Regions from separate parts of the Sus scrofa genome. Here region 2 is linked to region 1. A link is a contact called in public HiChIP or PLAC-seq data. All regions are on one chromosome and are shown on one strand. The core of a region is the stretch at or near the end of the contact, and the rest is flanking DNA. Distances in the headings are between cores, read along the strand shown. Region 1 overlaps NRF1 (nuclear respiratory factor 1). Region 2 overlaps AHCYL2 (adenosylhomocysteinase 3).

Region 1 (5,849 bases), core at 2,438-4,937:
AATTGTGACCTAGTGTTGTTACCTTAGAAAGGGTAATAGTGGCATTTTAATAGTTGATTTATCCAGAAATGAATGAACCTAAATAGTAAATGTTTACCTCAATATTTGTATGAATATAACTGCAAATCTTAATTATATTGTTCCAAAAAGGAGCAAAAATAAGTGATAAAAAGCATTTAAAACATGTAAAAGCAGTTTAAAAAAATAGCACACTTAAGCCTCCAGTTCACGATATTCTATTCAACATTTCCACATGGCTCTATAATAGGCATCTCAGTTGTTCCTCTGACATTTTGTTCCCATCCCAGTAAATGGCCATTATGTTCTTCCAATTGCTCAAACCAAAAAGCCTTGGAGTCATTTTTAGACTCCTCTCTTTCACTCTACCCTGCATCCCAACTGTCAGGAGATCCTGATAGCTCTATCCTCAAAACATGCAAAATGTAACTACTTTTCATCACCTCTGTTGCTGCTATCCTGGTCCAAGCTATGCTCACATGCTTATCTTTCAGTAGCCTTGTAATTGGTCTTCCTGCTTCCACTTTTCTCTCCCTTCTGTCTACTCTCACATAGCAGCCCAAGTGATCTTTTGAACAATGTACAGAAAATCAGTTTACATTTATAACCCCTGCTCAAAACCTTCCGAAGACTTCCCATCTTATTCAGAGTAAAATCCAAAGCTCTTATTTATGTCGCCCTCAAGGTCCCACAAAGCTGACTCTGCTAACCTCTCCAACCTCATCTGCTTCTCCTCCCCTGATTTAGGGTGCTTCAGGTACATGGGCCATTTTGCTGTTCCTTGATCACACCAGGCATGCCCCTGTCTCAGCATCTTTGTGTTTGCTGTTCTTGCTGTTTTGGATACTCTTCCCCCAAGCATTTCATGCTGCCTCCCTCACTTCCTGCAGATCTGAGCTCAGAGCTCTTGTCAGAAAGGCATTTCTTGACCAATACCCTCCCCTGCCCTCATATTCCCCTCCCTAAAATATTATGTGTATATTTGTTTAGTTGACCTTCTTCCAGTAGGATGTAAAGCCTAACAAGGCGAGGACTTGTTTTTGTTCACAGCTCTCTCCTCTGTGCCTTCATCAATGCTTGATACACATGGATAATTTTTATGTATATGTTGCATGAATGAAGAAATTGAATCTCTTGGCCAGTCATTATCTCAGCCTTTCTTCCACTGCATTTGATATTGTTAACTTCTCTTCCTGTGCCTTCTATGACACTACTGTCTCCTGATTCTCATTTTTCCTTCTAACTTCTCATTTGTCTTCACACGTTATTTTTTTTCCCTTCCTTTATATGCCCCTTTGAATATTCCCAAGATTCCTTGCTTCTTTTATCATCCCACTTTACATATAATTCCTGGTCAATTTTATTCATGCTCTGTACTTTCACTACCACCTCCTTGTTCATGAGTCCCAACTTACACCTGCATCACACTTGTCCCTGTATCACAGTTCCAGATCTGAGTATCTATTTGTATAAATATTGTAATGTACTGTCTTCCTCTGCAGACCCGCTTTTTTTTTTTTGTTGTTCCTTGTCTTGTTAATGAGCCAGTTCTCAACCCAGGCCTAGAACGTTGTCATCATCCTGAACTTCACTGTTCCCATCCCGTTGTTCACTAAATCCTTTCCATTTTCATCCCCTAGATATTTCACACTTTCTTTCCATCCTCATTGTCTTTAAAAAAAGTTTTCTTATTAAAGTATAGTTTATTTACAGTGTTCTGTCCATTTCTGCTGTACAGCAAAGTGACCCAGCTATCCCCATTGTCTTAATTCAGGCCCCCATTAGTGTTCCCTTATGGACCATTGAATTAGTTCCATCAGTGATTTGACTGCCTCTAGCCTAGTCCTTCCCAAATGATTCTTCACACAGCGGGGAGGAATGTTTGCAGGATGCTGCTTATCCTCTTTAGCAGTGCTGCATCCTGTAGCCTAGAGCTTTAAGAATGGCCTTTAAGGAGTTACTGTAGTGGGCCTTTGTGACCTGCAGTTATTTGTAGACCGTATAGATGATACTATCTCTTTAAAGTATTGCTTACATTTGAGTTTTCAAATAAACTAATCTATAGTATACTCTTTTCATTATCTGTTTTTTCTAAATAAATAAAATTATCATGTAGTAGAGATTCCACCCCCTGCTCTCTCTTCCCTCCCTCCCTCCTCCCTTCCTTCCCTTGTTATAAAGGGATCTTCATAATATTGAGTACCACTGAACTATAAGATGCTGTACAGATTACTTTGCACAACACATAAGGCCCCCATCATGTGGCTCCAGGTAGCTGAACCTCTGGTGTACTGGCATGCTTGGTCATGCTCCATATGCCACATTGTTTCCTCTGCTCCCAGTACTTCTACCCCACTCCCCTTCCTAGCCCCCAGCAACACCTCTCAAATAGCTAGCTACTCCATAAAATCTTTCCTGATCAGAATACAGTCTAGGCGTCTTTCCAGGGAATTCCCATCGTGGCTTGAAACGGATCTGACTAGCATCCATGAGGATGCAGGTTTGATCCCTAGCCTCACTCAGTGGGTTCAGGATCCATCATTGCCATGAGCTGTGGTGTAGGTCGAAGACACAGCTCAGATATGGTGTTGCTGTGGCTGTGGTATAGGCCAGTGGCTACAGCTCCCATTCAGCCCCTAGCCTGGGAACCTTCATGTGCTGTGGGTGCTGCCCTAAAAAGACAGAAAATAAAAATTAAAAACAAACTCCTTTCCAAGGTCTACAAAGGCCTTTCGTGGTTTTTTTTCCATCCTGTCTCCCTCTACCCTTTCCCTTTTCACCAGGCTCTTCCTGTGGCTGCCTTTTTCTCACCCATTCAGGTTGCATATCCAATGTGCCCCATCAGAGACCACTGTTCCCCGCCCCACCGCCATTTTCTTATCATATTGCCTTATTTTATCCCCTGCATAGCACATGCCACTTCTTGAAATTCTTGCCTATTCTTTTTTTTTTTTTGGCTTTTTCAGGGCCGCACCCGCGGCATATGGAGATTCCCAGGCTAGGGGTCCAAATGGAGCTATAGCTGCTGGCCTACACCACAGCCACAGCAATGCCGGATCCTTCACCCACTGAGCGAGGCCAGGGATCAAACCCGCCACCTTATGGTTCCTAGTCAGATTCGTTTCCTCCTTTCTGTCTTTATTGTTATGGCTCCCTTTTCCAGAATGTATGTTCCTTGAGGTTAGGGACTCTGCCTTCTTATCCCTGAGTCTCTTGCCTAGGATCTGGTCCTCAGACAATATTTGATTGATTGGATTAACTACTCTCTCCTTTGAGCCCCGTTCTTCCTTTGATTTTCTTCCTTAGCAGTTATACATTGCATTGCAGTCTTTGTTGCTATTGAGTTTTCAGTCTCTGGTGCGAGACTAAACAGGCATTGGAAATGATCAAGGGAGCCCAGGAATGGGCATCTTGAAGAGAACTTTGATAAGAGCATGTCCTGCTCCCTCTAGCCAGTCACTTGTTGCCAGTCTGAAGTAACAGCATTTATTTGGGGAGGGACACTCTGCTGAGTCCTTTACTTAATTATATCATTTCATTTAATCTTCATATCAACACTACCAGGAAGGTATTAATACATTATTACCAGTTTTATCAGTTTATAAATAAGGAAACATGTGGAGAGCTTTAGAGTCACCAGACTAGTAAATGACAAAACTGACTCACCAGCCCAAGTTTTTAATGCGGTACTGCTTACTGGTGTTACTTCCCTATTTTAAAATGTTGGCGAGTCATTCACATTTAAAAGCCAAACAAAAACCAAGCATACCCAAACAAAATAGGTATGAGGGGCTGCTCTGGTTTATATGGTTTTCCTCTGAGGAGATTTGGATCTGCTTATGGTCCTACCCATGATCCTGGAACTCATATGCCGGATAAGCGCTTGCATGGACGATACAGTAATTATTTCCTCTTCTGCTTTGCTTTCTTGCTTCACCATAAAATAAAATATTGCCATATGTTTCTGTATCATGTTGCAGTTATAAAAGTGCTTTCATATATGATTGACTTTTAAAAAAGCCTCAGTTAACACTGCCACCACCCAACACACATGTATGTGTTCCTTGGCCTTCATTTCACAGTGGATCAGAGGGAGTAAAATGCAGGAAGTAAAGCACAAAGCAATGAGTGCTAAGCTTACTGCTCAACCTGTTTTTCAATATTCATCAGTGTTGCTCTTGCCTCACTTATCTCCTTAGGCACAGCTCCATGTATGAGAAAGCATGCTTTTAAATGTTCAGTATTATATATTTTAAATTTAGTGAGACAATACACAGTCCATAAATTATGCATAGTTTTTGGAAAATATAGTCAGTACTAGGGTTTTGGTTATTAGGTCTTGATTCTTCTGCATATACGTGATTTCCAGTGATTGATCTGGCCCCCATTTTTACATGTTTTTTTAATCATTTCTAAATTTATGTAAGTAATCTATACAAATAATAATTTATATACATAATAGGGACTCTCAATTAAGATATTTTAAACAATTACATAAAATGTGTGCACAGTTCTCCATTTTCCTCAAAGAGTTAGTCCCTTGTCCTCTACTTTTCTTTGGCATATGGAAGTTCCCAGGCTAGGGGTGGAATTGGATCTACCGCTGCTGGCCTATGCCACAGCTACAGCCACACAGGATCCAAGCCACACCTGTGACGTACGCTGCAACTGTGACAACACCGGATCCTTAAGCCACTGAGCGAGGCCAGTGGGCTGCTATAAGACAGTGATGGCAGAGCTTGAAGGGTGGAGGCAATAGAAGGCATGTTAGAGGGACTGGGACAGGTGACTGCGAGCGCATTTTGAAAAAGATCACTTCATTTCAAAATGACGATTTTATAGTACAAATTCACTGAACCCTCAGTAAAACCCAAATCTTGGGTTGAAGATGTACACATGATAGTGTGCGATAAAAGTTAACACGCCCAAGCCGATAATGGTTAGAGACTGTGCTCTGGGACTGATGGAGTGGATGGAGCATTGGATTGGAGATGTGGGGTCGACTTTTGATTTTGCCACCAACTAGAGCTGTGACTTTGGGTAACTCAGCCTTTCTGGGTCTCAACTTAATCTGTAAAATGAGAAAATTAGACTAGTTAGTCCCCAAGGTCTGGGGCATTTTAAGTTTGCCTCTGGTTAAAGAAAAGCTCTGTCAGCAGCTGGGTCTGACTGGTTATCACAATAAGAAGGTATAGTTAGGGGATCCAAAGGGAATAGTTACAGGTTTTTTTAGCCAATTTCATCAGGATATTCTCTGTGTTTCCTAACAAAAACAAAGAGTTTACAATGGAAAAAAAAAATTAGTCTCCAGCCCTACTGTCCAGAGATAGCCTTTAAAAACTATTTCACTATTTCTGTTTTTAGCTTCTCTAGGAATTACTTCCATGAGGCTTAATATGTGCAAACCTCTGTTTCTTGAATTATCAACTTTAGACAATATCTGGACTTTTTTAATATGAAAAAATAAGCATTTAAGTCACTTTTCCTATCCTCTCCATTCTCTCATTTGATATTTATATTATTTTTGAAAGTCTTTTATTAATCATCTTTATAATTTTAAATGATAAACATTTATTTTTTGATCCACCAACTTTCTTTTCTTTCTTTTTTTAATGGCCACACCCACAGCATATGGAAGTTCCCGGGCCAAGGATTGAATCTGAGCTGCAGCTGCGAGTTATGCCACAGCTGCAGGCAGCGCCAGATCCTTTAACCAACCCGCTGGGCTGGGCTGGGCTGGGCTGGGCTGGGACTCCAACCCAGTCCTCTACAGTGACCCAGGCCACGGCGGTTGGATTCTTAGCCCTCTGAGCCACAGTGAGAACTTGCAC
Region 2 (5,076 bases), core at 1,554-4,053, 230 kb before region 1:
GCCCTCGAATTTATTGCAGTCCTAGTGTGGAAACAAATGTTCAGTTATAGTATTAGTACTGATATGTGCTGTAATAGAGATCAGTCTGGGCGATTACTCAGTAACTTAGAGAGTTGATTCTTAACCTAGACCAGGAGCTGGAAATATGTACTGAAGGAAGTTAGAGCTAAGCTACATTTCGGAAGATGTATGTGTGTAAGGTATGTGTGTGTGTGTGTGTGTGTGTGTGTGTGTGTGTGTGTGTTTAAGTGGGAATGTGGGGGAATTCAGAGAGCTGAGGGCTGAGGCTCAGAAAGTATGCAGAGGTTAAGTCATAAAGGGTCTTGTGTGTCGTGCTAAGGAGTATGAATTTGAAGACAGTGGAGAGCTTTTGAGGCATTATGAACCAGGAGTGATGTAATCATATTTTTAAATAACTGTGCTGATGATAACCACTTATAAATATGTTAATTTAATGAATCGATACAGACTATCACAGGGATGGAGTTATCTAGGCCCCGTTAAAGTGTAGTCTCAGCAGTATTGGCATCATCTGAGAGCTGTTAAAGATAAAGAATCTTCAGAAGTTCCCTTGTGCCTCAGTGGGTTAAGGATCTGGCATTGTCACTGCAGTGGCATGGGTTACTGCTGTGGTGTGGGGTTGATCCCTGGCCGGGGAGTTTTGCATGCTTGCGGCGTGGCCAAGAAAAAAAAAAAGGTAGACTCTTGGGATGTATTCCAGACTTGCTAAATTAGAATCAGCATTTTAACAAGATCTCCAGATAATTTGTAGGCATATTCAAGTTTAAGAAGCACTGATGGCTAGGATGACGGTCAAGCTTTAAGCAGTAGGTATGAAGATGCTAGGACAGATTGCAAGAGATGATGTGGAGAACATGTTCTTTCTATCTGGAGCACTCTTCTCATTCCCCTCCCCACCCAATGCACACCAGGTACCCCCGGCTCATCCGTTACCTTTCTTGGATGTGACACTCCCAGTACACATGATTGGTACTCTTGCCATGTACTCCCGTAGCAGCTTGTGTTTACCTTATCATTTTGCACACTTTTTGGGTAATTACTTATCTAATTGCCTCTCTCTCTCTCCTGCACCACCAGGGCAGGGACTGTCTTTCTTTGCTGCCTGGCACATGATAGGCACTCAATAAATATTTGTGGTTCGGGAGTTCCCATTGTGGTGCAGCGGAAACGAATTTGACTAGTATTGATGAGAATGCAGGTTCGATCCCTGGCCTCACTCAGAGAGTTGGGGATCTGATGTTGCCATGAGCTGTGGTGTAGGTCACAGCCACAGCTTGGATATTGCATTGCTGTGGCTGTGGTGTAGGCCGGCAGCTGTAACTCCAATTCGACCCCTAGCCTGGGAACTTCCATATGCCATGGGTGTGGTCCTAAAAAGCCAAAAAAAAAAGGAAAAGAATTGTGGTTCCATTGAATGTATTCACCATATCTAAGAAGAGAAGATGAATTTAAATGTGTTGTGATTAATAAGAATAGTAAATTATAAATATCATTATAAATATCATGACAAATTCCAGGCACCATTCTAAGTACTTTATATATGTTAATTTATTTGATCCTCTCAGCAATTCTATAAGGTAGATATTCTTTTTTTTTTTTTTTGTCTTTTTGTCTTTTCTAGGGCTGCTCCCGCAGCATACAGAGGTTCCCAGGCTAGGGGTCTAATCAGAGCTGTAGCTTCCAGCCTGCACCAGAGCCACAGCAATGCCAGATCCGAGGCGCATCTGCGACCTACACCACAGCTCACGGCAATGCCAGATCCTTAACCTGCTGAGCGAGACCAGGGATCGAACCCGCAACCTCATGGTTTCTAGTCGGATTCGTTAACCACTGAGCCGTGACGGGAACTCCATATAAGGTAGATATTCTTAATGTGCCATTTTCCAGATAAGAAAACTAAGGAGGATAAGTAATTTGCCTGAAGTTACACAGTTGGTAAGTGATGACTGAAGATTCAAATCCATCTGGTACTACTCTTCTATGTCTAGTGTTGAACAAAATAGTTGGCACAATGCTAAGTGCTCTTATGTATTTCTATGTATTCTTTACTCTTTATAACTTCAGTATGAGGAGGGTTTTATTCTCTTTTACGGATGAGAAAGCAAAGGCTCAAAAAGTTATATAGCTTACCTAAAGATACACAGCTAGTAAGTAATGGAGCCAGTCTTTAAACCTAGGAGTTCCTGTTGTGCGTGGCTCAGCAGAAACAAATCCGACTAGGAACCATGAGGTTTCAGGTTTGATCCCTGGCCTTGCTCAGTGGGTTAAGGATCCGGCATTGCCGTGAGCTGTGATGTAGGTGGCAGACTTAGCTCGGATTTGGCGTTGCTGTGGCTCTGGCATAGGCAGGCAGCTATAGCTCGATTAGATCCCTAGCCTGGGAACCTCCATATGCCACAGGTGCGGCCCTAAAAGGACAAACAAACAAACAAACAAAAATACCCAAGCTTATATAACTCTAAAGCCTGTGGTCTTTCCCAGTACTGATATGTCTCCATGTGGAGCCTAAAATACCTGTGGGATATGAGTCTTAAGATTACTGAGGAACCAAGAAGTAGGAAGCCTAATATTTAAGTTGTGGGGTCAGAGGATTGAACAACTCCAGTTGCTCTGGTAATGTGGGCATTTCAAGTTTGAAGGGGCGAGGGAGATTTAAAGCCTAGCAGATTTCAGCCAGCCTTATAATTGACCAGCTGGAACTTTGAACTCGGTGGTAAGAACCTTAGCCTCTGCAATAAGCTAAGTCACTTAGATGACTAAGGAGTAGTTACTGCTTTTTCTTATGGCCTCAGAGAAACCGGGTGGATGAGAAATACTGAAATATCAGAACTGGAAGGAACCAGCTCTAACCTTCCACAGTGCCCTCTTACCCACTTCCCACTTATTTTGTAATAAGGAAACTGAAGAGGAGAGTAATTAGGTGACTTGCCAAAATCTAATAAAACCATTAGTGACAAGTCAGGAATAGAGGACCAGTCACAATCTTGTCTTCCTTGCCCTGTGCCTTATGACTTGCTAGGCTCCAGACTTATCACCTCCTATTTAAAACTCTTCTGCCATTGTAGTTACTTCTTTACCACTGCCTGGTTCGTTCTTTCTTTCTTTCTTTCTTTCTTTCTTTCTTTCTTTCTTTTTTTCCTCCGTTATTTGCCTGGTTCTTTTTAACTTTGGCCCTGGAGATATTAACTTCCTGTCCTTTACCCTCCAGCCCCAAGCAGGTGGTCACTCTGGCTTGCCCTCACTTACTTAATGATGGTGCTTGTATCAAATCATTACTGGTAGGGGGGAGTTTCCTGGTGGTCTAGTGGTTAGGATTCAGTGCTTTCACCACTGCAGCCTAGGTTCAATCCCTGGTCTGGGAACTGAGATCCCACAGTAAGCTGCTGCATGTCAAGCCCCGCCCTACCCCCCAAAAAAGTCACCATTGGAAGGAACACTATTGGCACATAGAGCTTCAAGTTGATGTTCTTGCAATGAAATGAGATTCTTTGGAGCTGTTCACACACTGGGTCAATTTTTGTAAAGCTTGAAGGCTGCAGGAGCAGGTGCAGTTTCTGTAACCTTTTCAAATTGCAAGATCCTAAATGCTAAGTGTAGTTATTATAGATAATGGTGCGCAGGGGCCTCACTCTTGCCCTTGCTATAGGTATATCTTCTAAGGCACAGTAGGGTAAAATTAAATCAGATTGAAAACAACTTTATAACTAGTATTTACACCAATACCCTGTGCCTTATGCAGTCCCACTCAGTTAATAGACCTTCAGTTCTTGAATGTAATAGCTACTGTTTTATTTTTGTTTCAGAGTCATTACAGATATAGTTTTCAAAGGAAGTCTATTTTAGTTAAAACATACACTGACAACAAAAACAAAAAAAGTTACAGCTAAAATGACATTTAATTTAGCCTGCTAAAGTTATATCTTTTACTTATGCTTATTCTTTTATTCCCAACCAAAAGTCTATGTTTTAGCACTACCATGAGGCCAGTCATCTTCCATTTATTTATTTTTTATTGAAAAAGTATAGTTGATTTACAGTGTTGTGTTAATTTCTGATGTACAGCAGAAAACGTCTTTTGGCCTTGATTTGTTCTGAAAAGCTTCCTTATGATACAGATCATAATGGATTATAATTGATGCAGATCAAGCAGTGGAAAGCAGATTGTATATTCTTGCAGTGATAATATTATAATTAAAGACTAAAAACCTATTAAGGACTCACCACAAATAAGTCGTTGCTTTGGTCGGTAGTATAACGAAGCCTTGGTAGATATCATAATGTTCCAAATCCTATAAAATGGACATAAATATGTAGAACACATTGGCTCTGCAAGTTGCCCCAGAGTATTATAAGGTATATGTACAGCATACAAGATTGGACAGTGTCTTAAGCCCACACCGAATGCCAGACACTCGAGGCAAATCAAAGCTAAGCCCTGAAGAGCCTGGGATCTAATGAGGGATAACACACACACACACACACACACACACACACACACACACACAACTGAAATATGAGGAAAGGTGAAAATAGTGTTGTGACAAAGTAACAGTATTAGAGAAAAGAGATAACTTTTTTTTAGGTTAGATTCTGTGGCAGAATGAATGCGTTTCAGTTTGAGAAAATGCATGAGCAAAGGCATCAAGGTGGCAAAGGAGACAGCATAACAATGACATGAGTAAGAGCGACCATTTATTAAGTATCTACACTTTATTGCTATTATTTTTATTGCCACACACATGGTGTATGGAACTTCCTGCACCTTGGATTGAATCCAAGCCACAGCTGCAACCTACACCACAGCTATAGCAATGCCAGATCCTGTAACACACTGCACGGAGCTGGGGATCAAAGCTATGCCTCCGCAGCGACCTGAGCACCTGCAGTTAGATTCTTAACCCACTGCATCACAGCAGGAACTCCCATGTGCACTTCAAAAAATCCTTGCATCAATCCTGTGAGAGGACTATTATTATTTCCATTGTATGGATTAGAAAACTGGAGTTTGGGGAGTTCCCTGGTGGCATGCTGTCACGTGGGTCTGATCTCTGGCCA

The links. HiChIP or PLAC-seq counts read pairs in DNA pulled down with a chosen protein or histone mark.
Region 2: a contact with region 1 is called in an H3K27ac HiChIP or PLAC-seq map of alveolar macrophages. The contact joins two enhancer-like sites. A contact is called at or near these places in 1 of 47 Hi-C or Micro-C datasets (fibroblasts) and 1 of 2 datasets of contacts at active chromatin or transcription factors (alveolar macrophages).

What each region holds. Positions count from the first base shown.
Region 1 is chr18:19,105,274-19,111,122 of Sscrofa11.1, reverse strand. All of the region lies in intron 1 of NRF1 (nuclear respiratory factor 1), which reads left to right. Among named protein-coding and RNA genes, the nearest start is that of NRF1, 34 kb to the left of the region's middle. Within about 2 kb of position 3,687, at least 4 of the 83 cell types and tissues checked have an H3K27ac peak or open chromatin away from gene starts, as enhancers often do. A contact at or near this core is called in alveolar macrophages, where this site is marked.
Region 2 is chr18:19,335,033-19,340,108 of Sscrofa11.1, reverse strand. The region is part of intron 1 of AHCYL2 (adenosylhomocysteinase 3); the gene reads left to right. Among named protein-coding and RNA genes, the nearest start is that of STRIP2, 82 kb to the right of the region's middle. Within about 2 kb of position 2,803, at least 7 of the 83 cell types and tissues checked have an H3K27ac peak or open chromatin away from gene starts, as enhancers often do. A contact at or near this core is called in alveolar macrophages, where this site is marked.